3 separate regions of the Mus musculus genome follow, and regions 1 and 3 are each linked to region 2. The links are chromatin contacts, called in public Hi-C maps. All regions are on one chromosome and are shown on one strand. The core of a region is the stretch at or near the end of the contact, and the rest is flanking DNA. Distances in the headings are between cores, read along the strand shown. Region 1 has its middle 30 kb from the start of E130120K24Rik. Region 2 has its middle 31 kb from the start of D330046F09Rik. Region 3 holds the start of E130120K24Rik (a long non-coding RNA gene).

What was found. A called contact is a pair of places that touch in the nucleus more often than the background predicts.
Region 1: a contact with region 2 is called in a Hi-C map of uterus, with 1.9 times the contacts expected there. The contact joins two enhancer-like sites. A contact is called at or near these places in 6 of 484 Hi-C or Micro-C datasets (MC3T3-E1-derived osteoblasts, embryonic stem cells, muscle stem cells and 1 more) and 1 of 115 datasets of contacts at active chromatin or transcription factors (pancreatic cancer cells).
Region 3: a contact with region 2 is called in a Hi-C map of liver, with 6 times the contacts expected there. The contact joins the promoter of E130120K24Rik here to the enhancer-like site in region 2. A contact is called at or near these places in 5 of 484 Hi-C or Micro-C datasets (the G1E-ER4 cell line, cortical neurons, liver and 1 more) and 1 of 115 datasets of contacts at active chromatin or transcription factors (embryonic stem cells).

The regions. Positions count from the first base shown.
Region 1 is chr14:46,515,187-46,517,886 of GRCm38.p6, forward strand. No RefSeq gene overlaps it. Among named protein-coding and RNA genes, the nearest start is that of E130120K24Rik, 30 kb to the right of the region's middle. Within about 2 kb of position 1,290, at least 49 of the 459 cell types and tissues checked have an H3K27ac peak or open chromatin away from gene starts, as enhancers often do. A contact at or near this core is called in pancreatic cancer cells and uterus, where this site is marked.
Region 2 is chr14:46,703,091-46,705,790 of GRCm38.p6, forward strand. No RefSeq gene overlaps it. Among named protein-coding and RNA genes, the nearest start is that of D330046F09Rik, 31 kb to the left of the region's middle. Within about 2 kb of position 1,286, at least 79 of the 459 cell types and tissues checked have an H3K27ac peak or open chromatin away from gene starts, as enhancers often do. A contact at or near this core is called in liver, pancreatic cancer cells, trophoblast stem cells and 1 more, where this site is marked.
Region 3 is chr14:46,545,079-46,547,778 of GRCm38.p6, forward strand. E130120K24Rik (a long non-coding RNA gene) reads left to right here and starts at 1,267. Exons shown (of 3, transcript XR_874591.1): 1 at 1,267-2,165.

The DNA.
Region 1 (2,700 bases), core at 40-2,539, 190 kb before region 2:
TGTGCTTTCTCCAGATGCCCTAGGACCGAAGGAAGGCCTTGGCCTTGATGGTACATTGGAATCACCAGGGAGCGTCACAAAGCTCAGAGGCCTGGATCCTGTCTTGTAGGTTTAATGACTTTGGTCTGGAGTTTAGCCTGAGATGGAGGAGTTCTAAATCCACGAGATTCTACCATGCAGTTAAAAGTCCAAGAACCACTGCCCTGGAAAGTAGACATAGATCTGCCTGATATCCCAGAGCTGTCAGGCAACTGTGCTGACCGAATGTAGGAGCTCTTCTTAAAATGTAACTCATGGTCGCCGAGCATCAGCAGAGGATCCACAGTAAACTGCTTCAGGGTGGACCCTCAATTCCAAATGCTGTGCCATGTGAAGGAAGCTTTGGGACAGAGCAAACAAAACGAGAGACATTGAGGAGATGGAAAAATCACTTTCACTGGGTTTTAAACTGGGCTGCCCACCTCCCAAGACAACTTGGCCCTGACCCTTTCATCAGAGTTAGAGGGACTCCTGAGCAAAAGCACTTTTGTTTGTTAATTTGTTCATTTTAAATTTCTTTTATTTATTTTTATGTTATTTATTACTTATCCTTCAAAAATTACATATATATATATATATATAAAATCCCTCTCACATCTTACATCCCTCACACTCCCATAGAACCTCTTTGTCTCCCCAACAAGTTAGCCCTCCTACCCATGTCTCTCTGTGTGCACCCCACTGTATTGAATTAAAATTGCTCCTCTCTGTGTGTACCCCACTGTATTGAATTAAAATCGCTCACATAAGCTTGACTGAGAGGTTATTTTTCACGAGCAAAGGCAACTTACTCTACATCACCGAGGACTCTCTTCCCTCCCAGCATCTATTAACTAACTGCCTGTGGCTCCTTAGGAAGGACTGAGGGCCTCATGAGTCTCCCTCCTCAGGCTCAATGGGAAGTTAGCGGTCCTAGGCTTAAGCAGGTCTTGTGCAGGTAAGCATCCATTCTGTGAGAATCCATGCCCACATGTCCAGAAGGCAGCATCTCACGACATCCCTCTCCATCTTCTGACTTTCATATTCTCCCATCCTTCCTCCCACTGATACTCCTCTCCGAACCTTGGAGGTGGGTGATGTAGCTACCTCACCCAAGATCAAGCACTGATTGCTGATTTGAAGAATCATGCCCCCTTACATATGAAGATACATAGGAACCACCTGCAGGACTCACTAAACACACAGCTTCCTCGTTGTGGTCCTGAGGCTCCTGAGTCACAGGGTTGGAGTAGGGCCCAGGAATCTAAAGTCTTCAGAACTCTCCAGGTGACTGTGACTAAGGTTCTCTGAACCCCGCCTTGGAGAAACTGAATCATCCCATCACCAGGCAACTGAATTGTTCTTCTTTGGTTAAATATATTATCAGTCAAAGAAAACAAAACAATAGCTCTTAGTGAAGTGGGTTGTGGTAATTTTCCCCCAAAGCACTTAACTAAAATTCTTATCGAAAAAACCTCCAAAAATATCCTTTTTGGGGAGGGCCATGTTTACTCCTATTTTCAGTTTATCTACCAAAAAGAATGAAGATGGATGGCTATAAACACGAAGCAGATGCAGCCATTCCCACAGCTGTGAGCCAATAGAGTTCTTGGGAATCGTGGGGCACCTTTCAAAATCAAAACTCCTCTCATGTTTCAAAGGATCACAAATGTGGATGGAGCCCAAACAACCACCATGACAATACTCGTTCCCAGGATAAGGAAATGTGTGGACGGGAATGGCTATGTTTCTCTAGGTTCAGAATTTCCGAGAGTGATTGGAAAGGCTGTTTGCATTTATTTTTTAAATATAACAAACTTTCATTATGGAGGTTTATCCCACCTGGAATCCAGGAAAATGGAAAGAGATGATAGTGTCATTTTGAGTTTGGAGTTGAAATATCAACAAACTATTTATCCAGTATCTTTTTCTGGTTCTCTCTCTGTGTGTGTGTGTGTGTGTGTGTGTGTGTGTGTGTGTGTGTGTGTGTGTATACTTTTTGCAAGATGCAGCTCTAATCATTTAGCACCAAATTTTGGGGATTTATAGCTGATGAATCTAAAAACTAATTCAACCCACACTTAAACCCCCAAAGAGGGAAGCTTTCGTGTGTGGGAGGTAGGGTACACTCTTCACTACTTGTTTTTTTTTTTTATTCAAAATTTCCCTGGTCCTCTTAATCTCTCCAGCCTTGGCCATTGTTTCTATGCTGTGCCCACATTCCCCTGGCACAGGCATGGAATGGCATGCTTGGAATGTCTCCGCCCTGCATAATAGTTTTGGACCGAGCTTATCCCTTTTTCCTTGAAAAACCTCTGTGGTACAAGCTTTTGCTATGCTTTTATGATTCTGTGTATTGTTGAACGTGGACCAAATAGTGAGAACTTCTGTTCCATCAAGCCACTGACACCCAGAGACTTCCCACAGAAAGGAAACCTAGGCTCTTCTGCCTAGGCTCCAGGTCTCTATTATTTTTGTCTTTACTTCCGGCTCCTTTCTAGTTCCTCTTCAGAATGTACAGGTTATCTCCAAGACTTCTATCCTCACTACCATTCAACTTACCTGAAGATAATAATGACTTCATCTCCTGCTTGTCTTCAGACACTCGAGTTTTTCCCCAGTGTTAACTGACAATCCCAACCAGACACCAACACCTCATCAAAACTTCAAACAGGATTGCTT
Region 2 (2,700 bases), core at 36-2,535:
ACCAGCCTCTTCCGAAGATTCGATCTGGGAGTCAAGCACACCGGACGCCTGAGATTTCACCATAGACCGATGGGACTGAAAAAAGTGCTGGCCCTGGCTTTCCATTCTTTGATCACCCCTACTGGCCAAGGGAGGCTCCTGCTGTGGGCACCTGATTGCTTCCCTTGTAGGGTCTGCTATGCTTAGGGCCACCCAGCTCCCCCAACAAGAATCAGAACACCCTGAAACAGGTGTCCGCTCTGTCAGAATCCTCCACCTGGTGGACGCGGCCAGAAAGTGCTTGCCCTGCAAGCGTGAGACCCTGCTGCTGTGTTCAGTCTCTAGTACCCACACAAAGGTGAAGAAAGGCTGGGATGGCCGTGAGTGCGGGAAAGGTGGACTTCTGTGGCTCACTGGCTGGTCAACCAGCCTACTTGACAAGTTCCAGGCCAGTGAAAGAACCTGTCTTGAAGAGGAAAAAAGAAAGGAGGGGACAGCACCTGAGGGTGTCCCCGCCCACCATACGCAATGTGTGGCCACATTAATATACACACTCCAAGAAAAAAAAATGTGACAGGCACAGTGACGTCCTGATACACTGGCCTCTCTCTCTCTCTCTCTCTCTCTCTCTCTCTCTCTCTCTCTCTCTCTCTCTCTCTTTGTTTTTTTGTTTGGTTGTTGTTGTTGTTGTTGTTGTTTCGAGACAGGGTTTCTCTGTATAGCCCTGGCTGTCCTGGAACTCACTCTGTAGACCAGGCTGGCCTCGAACTCAGAAATCCGCCTGCCTCTGCCTCCCCAGTGCTGGGACTAAGGGTTTGCACCACCACGCCCAGCTCATACAGTCCGACTGGTTTGGACCATATACTAAAATTCCAGAGACCGAAAAATGCACAACTGTCCAAAGCTGTCTTTCTACCCAGAAAAACGTACTTCCAAGAAAAGAGGAGAAAGCAAGAGAAACGTAGTTACGTGTCTTGTATTGATATTAACCAAAGTCAGTCTACTTCTGCTCGAAGGGAAGTGGGCCACAGAAAACCTTCATTTCACTCCCAACAGTTGAGGCTGATCAGCAGGCAGATTGAAAATTGAAGACCAGCCTGGATGTGGGGGTCAGGGAGCAGGCTGGAGTGGGGGGCTGGGGGGGGTGTACTCCTAGAAAAGAGACTCAAATGTTTAGAGATGAACACACAGCTGATCTCCAGCCCCAGTGCAGACACTGACCACAGACGTGGTACTTTCTGAGAGACCAGAAGCTCCAGGAGGATCTGACACAGGAGCTTGGCTAGGGAGCCTTTGCGCTTGCGCAAACTCTGTTGTTTAAATAGTGTCTCTTAGTCACCACTCCTGCGCTGGGTGCCAGGATTTAACAGCCCAGTGCGATCCTATCGCAAATTTCCTGGCCCTCCTCACTTTACCTCCGAAACCTGTTTTGGTGACTGATGCAGCCTTATCGGCCCCTTCTACCCTTCCGATTGTGGATCGGATCTCCTGCCCAGCATTCCTGTCTTCAGACTGGCTGGCTGGAGGCATTTCCCTTCCCTGCTCAACAAACTTGTTTTCTGGAGCCTGGAGGACAGGAGTGGGGGCAGGGAGGAGGAAGAGTAAGCTTTGTTGGTTTGTTTCTAACACAGGCTAAGATCATTGCTTTCTGGGAAGTTTCTAGATGTTTCTGGGTATCAAACTGTTTGTTTTCCAAGGTGAGTGTCCCGAAGTTAAGGTAATGTCAGCTGAATTATACAAAACAACTCTACCTCCCTAGAGAGAGCAGCCACCAAGAGAAACACGGTCCTTGCCTTTGAGCTTGTTGAGTAGGCAGGAAAGACAGCAGAAGTCTGCCAAACACACTTTGTTCTGTTTTCTTCAATTTCCCCCCCATCCAAAGCTTACTGGTTATGAAATATTAACCAGTAAGGTTATATAGTTTCCCCTTTAATCTCAGAAGCCAATTTCTGAGAACTACATTTTTTTTCTTGTGGTGGTGGTCTCAAACTTGTGACCCTCCCGTGCCAGCCTCCTGAATCATTCACCGCATCTCTCTACTCCACGTCACGGTAATCACAGTTATAAGGGGGTATAAATTAGGGGTATAAGACGCTGAGACATGGCGTTTCCTCTAGGCAAAACTAATCTGACACATATACCAGATTTACCTGGAGGATTCTATCCCCGCTCTCCTCGGCAAGCAATTAAAACTCTGTTCTTCCACAGTCTGTAAAAACAGACTTGTAAGCAAGTGCAGATTCAGATCGCTGGATCACAATGGAGTCGATCCACAGATACATAACATCTAATAAAAAAAAAAAGTGACTACAGACCCTAAAGGACATGCACCTCCCCTGTTTGTTTAGTGGTTTGCTCCTCTTATCAGGAAAAAGAAAAAAAAGGCGTGTGAAGAATTTTGAGAGTTGAAAGATACTTGTGGGGGTGGTCTGTGGTGTGTGGTGTGTGTGTGTGTGTGTGTGTGTGTGTGTGTGTGTGTGTGTGTGTGTGTGTGTGTATACAAGCTTGCCAAGCAGGCTTCTTGCAGAATTCACTTACCAAGAGTGTAGCCTGTTGTTGTGGAATCTGGGAGGCACACACTCTGATAACTGCTCCCTCAAGAACCCCAGCCGTTACCATGTGTGAAGATGGTGAGCAACCGTTCTCATTCCCCAAGGCATGAGCCCCACGGCACCAGCAAGGAATCCCTCTCCCCGTCCGCCATGTTCATACAGCATCAAC
Region 3 (2,700 bases), core at 17-2,516, 160 kb before region 2:
GCCCTCCAACAACATTCCACAAATGATTCTTAAAACTGGCTGGGTCGCAGTGGTCAGTCAGCCTCAGCTTCAACAACCCAAAACAGAACAGCTCCTTCGTGTCTTCAGACAAGTCAGGCAAACTCAAAAGATGTTTGGTCTTAGCTCTTCCACCAGCTTGTTGCACTGTGCTTGGGAAGTTAAACCATGGTTTGATCCTTCAGCTTTTCCTCAAGTGAATAAAAAATTGAAATTTCACGAGCTTCAGAAAGACATCTACTTCGTTGAGAAATATTTCAAATCCATACCTAGCCTTATAAGACTCCTGCCCTGGGCCAAGTCGTCATGTGTGCCAGATTAAAAAAAAAAAAAAAAAAAAAAAAAGGAGACCCCAAATTCTATTGATTTCACCTGATTCTCTTCAGGTCTGTGAAGTGTATGCAACCACAGAGTTTTGTTTTGTTTTTAATAATGTTCTACAAGTCTGCCCTCCATTAAAGATAGTTTGAGGGAAGGTGTTGCCCAGACATAGGACAAACTACTTAAGCTATAATAGTTTTATTTTTCCTTTGCTAATATAATAAAATAGTTGGCAATATAAAGAATAAAGTCTTCCAATTCTCAGCTTAGTGTCTAGAGATTTAATAATCAAGCTAGCATCTAGTTCCCTCACTGCATCTTAATGTGTCTAGTTGAAGCAAAGGAAACCTATGTCCACTGGTTCTCCCTTAGCCAACATATTGCTCTAACTTCCCTCTGAAATTTGCACCTAGCTAGATAAATGTTCCATGATATTTTGGGTTTTTTTTTTTAAACATTGCCTTGAATGTGTGAAAGGTTGTGTGGTTTAAGGCAGAATAAAAAAGAAGGAGCCATAGAGGGAAATACAACCTGTCTACAAACTCATGCCCTTTGCAGCAGATAGAGCTGGCAGTGTAGTAAAGCAAAAAGGCCTAATTAATTAATTAATTAATTAATTAAATTAAAAAGCCCTCATTCTTCTGAACCCAGAAATGACAGATAGCCATTTTCCTAAGAATCCCTCCCTCCTAAGACACTTAAAATACAAGTCATGAAAGATGAGGATGTTTCTACTGACTCGGGAAGTCTCTTAAACTGTGAGCTAGACAGAGTCACGGCCATCTGAGTCTAGTTTCTGTACCTTCACTTTGAGCCTCATTGCCAGTCTGGCTCTTTGTTTAGGTGACCCTTGGCCCTCGGAGTCAATGTTTGTCTTCTAAATGGTATTTCAACACGAACATCTGGTGATGTCCCCCAGCCTGACATTTGTGAAGCAGATGCTTCCAGTGGCCTGGAGTGTGCCTTGTGGGTCAGTGTTTGCAGTAATGCCCTCTGGCATTGATCTCTGTGGTACCTCTCCCCAGGTACGAAAAGAAATGTACCAGGAAGTGGCTGTGAGAGAGAACCCTGCGGACCATCTGGAGGTAATCTTGGGATATAAAAGGCTGAATCCTGTAGAAAGGAATAGCTGGAGGTGGGGAGTAGGGGTGAAATAGTAAGTCCTTGGTGTTTTCTTCAGCTGCACATCGAGTTTTCTGATGAATCTATACTGCAACTTGGCCCATTTCTTTACATCTGTCTTTTCCTCAGTTCAGGATCTTTGCTTTTGAGTATTTGAAGGAACAGAGAGGGGGATCTGCTGCAAGCTACCATTCCCACGCAGCAGACCCTCTCTCCACACACTCGTGTGTGTACACACAACAGAGAGAGAGAGAGAGAGAGAGAGAGAGAGAGAGAGAGAAAACCCACATGCACATACATGCACACTTTATGAACCTGAAGACAAAACCAATGGGCCATGCAAACAAGAGCCTTCAGGAGTCTACCAAGAGTCATGAAACGCTTTCAAAGACCAGGAAGGTTGATTAATGAAAATTACTAATTTGTTTTCATTTTTTTTCTAGCATTTGCATCAAGTCTCCCTCATGTTACTCACAGCCATATCTATACAATCCCCTCAAACGGGTTCATCTCAATCTACTCAGAATTAGATACAGGCAGTCATGGGTTCTTTCGTAATATTCTTCATAAAGATGTATGGCTCCCCAACCGAAGAGCCTAGACTCCATCAGCTCCTCATCCATTCACCTCCACTAAAACTCTGTTATCCAAGTGATCAACAAAGACAGGAGTATTCTTCACTCAAGCCAAGCTGTCTGTATACGGTGGGTGGGATTCTAAGATGTCTCCCAGGAGCTCACACCCTTGTGCTAGGGCATTTGAACTGTGACTTGCTTCAAACTAACAGAATCCAGCAAGCACAGCAGAATGCCACTCTGATGGCCACAGAGTTGACTTTAAGTTGGCAAGAGGGGAGATGAGAAAGGGTGGAACCCATGTCATCTGCTGAGTCCTCCAGAGGAGGGTTGAGAACATGAGGGCTGAGGCAAGAGGGACTTACCCAGTCATGCGGGGGGGGGGGGGGGTGTGGATTTTGTGAGAGGGTTAAATGGCAAAGACAACTGTAGTTGCTGAGAAGAAAACAAGGATCTTAGCTATAAAGTGTGTAGGTAATAGAGCAGCTTTATCCTTGTGAGACCTTAAGCAGAGACCTGTACTAAGCTACATCTATCCCTTTGATCTGCAGGAGCCATGGGATAGGAAAAGATTGGGAATTTTGTTGTTGTCTCTTTTTTTACATGGAGCAACTAGTTTGTGGTAGTTTCTTATGCAACAATGGAGTTGGAGTGGCCTAGGAAA